Regions from separate parts of the Sus scrofa genome. Here region 1 is linked to region 2. Evidence: chromatin contacts called from public promoter capture Hi-C data. All regions are on one chromosome and are shown on one strand. The core of a region is the stretch at or near the end of the contact, and the rest is flanking DNA. Distances in the headings are between cores, read along the strand shown. Region 1 holds the start of TRAIP (E3 ubiquitin-protein ligase TRAIP). Region 2 holds the start of FAM212A (PAK4-inhibitor INKA1).

Region 1 (2,700 bases), core at 169-2,668, 51 kb before region 2:
GAGGGGCTTCGCACTGTACATAGAATCACTGGCATGATGCCCTCACTGCCCCCTGCCCCTGCCTCCCAGCACAGGGCATGTCTGGGGGCCACAGGAGAGCAGTCTCATCTCCTGTGTGTATGTGTGTGAGTGGTGGGGAGGCCAGAGGCAGGACCAGCCCCAGCCCCTGCATGGATTCCTTGTGGCTTTTGTCTTTTGCTAGCTTCATCAGTTTCTGTTCCTTGTGGGATGCTGCTCTAGGGATACTCAGGAGGTCCCTGCTCCTGTTCCCTTTTCCTTTTTGCCTCACAGTTCCCCCAGGCAGGCCCTGCAGGTCCCATCCTCTCCCAGGCCCTAAATTGGGTGGCCTTGCCCTGAGAGCTGGTCCTCCAGCGAGGCCCTGTCAGCGGTCTTAGGCTCCTGCACATGAAGGTATGTGCCTGTGGTGTGTGGGCTGCTCTAGGCGTGAAACAGGCTGGTACAGAGAATGCAATAATCTAAAGCAGTATGCTTCAAGACTGGTTGCATGGCTGGGGGCACTGCTTGGTAGCTGAGGGGTTCCTGAAAAGTGAAAAAGAATGAGTAGAAAGGTAGACACTTCCATCTTTGTCCCTGGGAAGTCTCTCCCAAGACCCATGTGCTATTTCCTGCCCTCCTGGGTCCTGCAGTGGTTGCCCTGTACCCTGAGCTTCATGAGTCTGTAAAGGGAAGGAGGAGCAATTAGGATGTGGCAATGAGATCTGGGAGGGCAGAGTGCAGGCTTAGCACCTAGTGTACCAGCCTAGCTGAGTCCTTACCCTGGGGCAGACAAGGAGGGCTGCCCCTGGCTCTTCCCATATGACCCGCCTCAGGCTCAGTCCACAGTCCTCTCCATCCCAGAGGGCCAGCTGCATGGCAGTGTCCCACAGTCTGATTTGGGGGGTTGCCCTTCTTGGGGGCAGATTTTCTGCTCTCTCAGTTCAACAAAATAGAAGGAACCCTCTCTATGTCAGTGACCCACTTCCCCTTTTGTCAAGGCTTAGAGTGAGGCCTAAGTGCCTCTGAGCCCTGCTGAGTTGCTTTTGCTGGAATCAAAGAGTGGAATAAAGCTCCCCAGTTTCCTGACGGAGGCTCCTGGCAAGTGCCCTTTGTCAGACCCCACTATGGCCTGGGCAGGCAGCCACACTGGTCCTGGCCCTCACTTGGCACTCGGGGATAGTCCTGCCCTTCTCCCTGCATGCCTGTGGGTCTGCTCTGGTGTATGAAGGTCGGTGGGCCGTGTACCTGCTGAACCTGGCAAATAAATTTCATTCTGCCAAAGCCTCTGGCCACCCTCTTGCCTTTGCTTCCTCTATATTACTGGGGAGGGGCCCCTGAAAGGCAGTGTGTAGGGGAAGGCTGGGAGTAGGTTCACAGGTAGTGGTCTGTGCTCAGTTCCATATGGATTGCTTGGGCTGAGAGTACAGACCATCCTCACCACAGTGTGTTCCTTGATGGTGGCAGGGGTCCTCTGGACTCTAGAAATCCATGTGGGTGGTGGGTCCTGTGCTGGGATTGTGCCAAGGAATAACCTCTATGCTACTGTTCTGACAAGTCCTATTGAACAAGGAGCCATTATCTTGACTTAGGCATAGACCTGGAACCCACCAAGGGCCATCCACCATAGGGAGAGACCTTGCCCATGGCCAAAGTGGGCTTCCCTGGGTTGGGGAATGGGTGCAGGGTGGCCATTACACAAAGATTCTGTCCTATCCTTTGTGTTGATTATTCCTTCCTGTGAACACCTTTGCTTTCCACGTAGGCCCCAAGGACTTCACTCTGAGTCTACTTCAGGTGGAACAGATCGGCTTTACATTATGGGACTCTGCATAAGGTTTCTTCTGGGGAGAGGGGGATACCACTACTAAAAACAGTTAATCATCAAAACTCCTAGGAATACTTGTTCCAGCCTGGATCAGCCCAGGTGAATTCACCAGGGATGCTGCTCTTACTTAGGATCCCAAAGATAACTTCTCTGATATGGGAATAAGAAAAAGATTTGTTAGCCACTTGTCTATGAAGGATCTGGGCCTCCAAAAGGCAGTACTGAGGCAAAACTGATTCTCCTGAGAGCTAGGAGCTAGTCAGGATACCGGCCCCACCACCTTTAAACTTAGGGATCATCAACCTTGTTTGTATAGAGCCAGGGCGAGCTGGGAGTGTCCTGACCCGTGTCCTTTCGAGGACCACTAAAGAGTCTGAGAGGGCTGAGAGGGCGGAGCATTCTTTTGGTCCGGGAAGTATGGTCTTCTATACGGTTGAGAACTGCCCAGAGCCCAAGGGACCCGCTCTCCATTCGTACCATCGTCCCACCCCCTTATGGCCTCTTCTAAACTCTCGCGAAGTGCAGAGATGGCTGCGCTGAGAGAACAGGGCTAAGGAGACCGTGCCCAGCTCCGGCTTGGGACCGTAACGTCTTGTCTTGCCCCAGAAAGGGGCTCGGCCGGCGGCGTAGCTGCTCCTGGTGCCCATCCAACGCTGTGTTCTGGTACTGGGCGATTCCCGGGAGCCGCGAGGGACTTACCGCTGAGCTTCAGGCCCGCGCTCGGCCCCAGGATTCTTTTCGGCCTGAGAGGCCGTTAAGCCCCGCCCCCGAGGGTTCGTCCAATCCGGGCCCAAACTTCATTTTGCGCCTTGTAGCCACTTCCGGTTCGCTTCCGGAAGTCGCGCTGTGGAGCCAAATTTGAAGCAAGCTGGGACGCT
Region 2 (2,790 bases), core at 256-2,755:
GGGGGGTGGTGGAAGGGGGCCAGGCATGGGGGATGAGCCTGTGTCCCGGCCACACAGCTGTGGAGGAAGAGAGGGCAGAAGTCGGAGGGGCAGTGCTTCTCATGCCTGCCTGCCTGGCCAGTTCTATGCCAAAACAGAAGGCCTAGGAGAGCTGGATAGGCCTGCAGGCCTAGGCAGCAAGGCCCCTAGTGGGCACAAGGCCGGCATGGGGTGCTGGCACATGAAGCTCATGTGGCTTCCATTGGCGGACCCGGTGGCAGTCTGGCAGGCTGCAGCACGCTGAGCTGGGCAAGTTGGTACCCGCCATCGGGGCGGGAGGCAGTGTTGTGGGCCTACATCGGGAAGTAGGACTGCTCAGGGCTGGGGGGGGCACTCCATGCCTCTTTAGGGATTTGGCTCCCCAAAGCCCGCAACGTCTTTCAGAGGATAGACCACGTGCCAGGTGGGGTGCAGAGGACAGAGGTACAGGCCAGCCTGGATTAAGCTTTCACAGCAGCACCGGCACCACTTTAGTCCCTCGCAGCCCTCCCCCCCCATCCGCCCCAAATAAGTTTCTCCCTCCACCCCCGCCCCCAACTTCCTCTGCCGCGCACAGCACAGCCAGCTGGGTGGTTGTTACTTGATGCCCAGCGCAGCTCTCAACCATCTGAAACCCGACGTGGGCCATCTGCGCCGCCCCGCCCCCATTCTGCCTTGGATGGGCACTCGGGACAGCCCCCCACCCATGTGTCGTTCCAGCCGGACTGCAGCCGAGCACCCCACAAGCGTCTTAGCGAGCCACACCCGCTCCCAAGCCTCACCAGTTCCCAGCGGAGCTGGCCAAGAAAGCTGTCAAGCCGAGTGCTGTGCATGCCCGTGCCGGAGCCCCCGCCAGGCCTGCCAGTTGCTCTTCGAACTCCAGCAGGAGCGGTGCGGTGAGGGCCGGGAAGGCCGGCCAGCGGAGCCCTTGCCCTCCGCCAGGCTCAGCGGCTCCTCCCTCTCCGTAGCTCCCGCCGCAGCAGCAGCCACCGCCCCAACATCTGGCAGCCCCGCCCCGCCCCTTGGCGCCGCAGCCAATGGGGCTGGGACGGGGCTGATGTGGCCCCGCCCCCTGGGTCCAGCTGGGTGGGAAACCCGACGCCCACTACCCACTCCGCAACAGCCCTGGGGGGGAGGGGCTGAACAGGGGCCGAGAGCTGGGCAGTGTCCTGCTTCCGAGTCCTCGAAGTCCTGGGCGGTTGAGCTGACTCCGAATTCGTTGCAAGACTCAGGACAAGCCGCTTCCCTGAGGTAGCCTCAGCTTCTCCATTTTTCCCGGGTTAGAATTGCGGTCCCTCCCACAGGGGCCCCTGCAGCGCGCGGGTTCCGTGGCTGCGCCCTCACGCGGCTAGAGCGCCCCCAGTAGTCGCATCCGACAGTGCTGTGGCCCACTTGGGGCCTGACCCACTCAATCTGTTCATGGGGCTGGCTTCGACAGTCCTTAGAAGTCAGGAAGGGGTTCGGCCCTTTGGATGACTCCGGGAGCGCGGAACCTCACCGCCCCCACGGAGTAGCAGCCGGAGCCCAGGCCCAGCCCCCGCGTCTGTACGAAGCTAGGCGGGGCTGCCCTCTAGTGGGCAGCGCGCGGTTATCTGCTCTTCCTGCCGCGACACTCACGTTCCCTCTGCTTGGCACCACATACACACTGAGAGTAAGGGCAGGAGGCCACTTTTTGCCCCCTCCAGTTGATGTCCCCCAAAGTAACCACTATTTTTGCTTCTATTGCCAAGGATACCTTTTGTTTGTTGAATGTAGACAGCTTTTGAGAGATTTTGTTGATGGTTGGGCTCAGATTTTATAGGCAGGTGATATTCTAATGGGGGGGGAAGCTAGAGTTCAGACGCTATGGGGTAGCAGGTCCTGGGCCCAGTTTTCCTGGGTCCTGTGCTTACTCTGTCTCCAAGAACTGTGTGACCAAGACTTCCTTGAGCCTCAGTTTCCCCATCTGAAACTTGATTCTTCTCTCACGTCTGTTTCAAAATTGTAGTAATAAATTGGGGAATTCATTGGGAGCAGTGAAAAAAATGGGTATTTCCAGACCTCTTGATGCCTGTAGAGTCTAGAACTCAGTCACCAGGGATGGGTGGGGCTAGAATCTTGGAGGCCCAGGAGTACCGCCTGCTCAGCTGTGTTTGAGCAACTGACCTGGCAACGGGGCAGGCCTGAAAAACACGTCTGTCTTTCTGGAGTCTCCTCTGCTGTCTGTATCTTCAGGCCGCTATGGTGCTGCTCAGGTCCCTGGTGCTTCTTCTTGCTCTGGTTGTCTCTGGTGAGGAGCTGGTGGGTAGGGGGACTTTAGTTCTCACCTCCCTCACTCCACAGTGGAGTCCTGACCCCTTTCAGATAAGCTCCCATGGAGGGCAGGGGCTGGGGGAAGGAAGCCAGGAAAGGACAAAGATCTGAACCTCTGGCCCTCATTCCTTATCTTTGCTTCTTCTTCAACCAAGTTCTCACTCCTAGTCTGTGAAATGATCTGACTTGTGGTTAGATGTGAGAGACAAGGAAAGACTTCTGCTTGTCCCCAAGATGTGGCTAGGCCCTAAGGCAGAAGGGAAGGACTCTGCTTGTGTATATGGTTGCTTGAACATGGAGAGCCTCCAGCCTGAATTGTCTCTTCCTCACAGATCATCACTGCCTGCCCTGGTTCATAAATGTCTCTGAGAGCCAGGGACCTGGCACCATCCTTCACTCTTTCTCCTTCAACTGCTCTTTACACACACCCACCCTGGAGTTGCTCCATGTGAAGCCACCCACCACCTTCTTCAACCCACC

The links. Promoter capture Hi-C pulls out the DNA fragments that hold promoters and counts their contacts.
Region 1: a promoter capture Hi-C map of fetal skeletal muscle shows a contact between it and region 2, with 3 times the contacts expected there. The contact joins the promoter of TRAIP here to the promoter of FAM212A in region 2. A contact is called at or near these places in 3 of 5 promoter capture datasets (fetal skeletal muscle, liver and skeletal muscle), 15 of 47 Hi-C or Micro-C datasets (blood, brain, embryonic fibroblasts and 7 more) and 2 of 2 datasets of contacts at active chromatin or transcription factors (alveolar macrophages and skeletal muscle).

The regions. Positions count from the first base shown.
Region 1 is chr13:32,379,706-32,382,405 of Sscrofa11.1, reverse strand. TRAIP (E3 ubiquitin-protein ligase TRAIP) reads left to right here and starts at 1,418. Exons shown (of 31, transcript XR_002337524.1): 1 at 1,418-2,700. CAMKV (caM kinase-like vesicle-associated protein) reads left to right here. Exons shown (of 10, transcript XR_002337521.1): 10 at 1-1,278.
Region 2 is chr13:32,328,587-32,331,376 of Sscrofa11.1, reverse strand. It overlaps FAM212A (PAK4-inhibitor INKA1), which reads right to left and starts at 1,505. Exons shown (of 2, transcript XM_003132213.6): 1 at 801-1,505; 2 at 1-57. The coding sequence starts at 851. CDHR4 (cadherin-related family member 4) reads left to right here and starts at 1,847. Exons shown (of 19, transcript XM_003132219.4): 1 at 1,847-2,287; 2 at 2,643-2,790. The coding sequence starts at 2,239. UBA7 (ubiquitin-like modifier-activating enzyme 7) reads left to right here. Exons shown (of 25, transcript XR_306784.3): 25 at 739-841.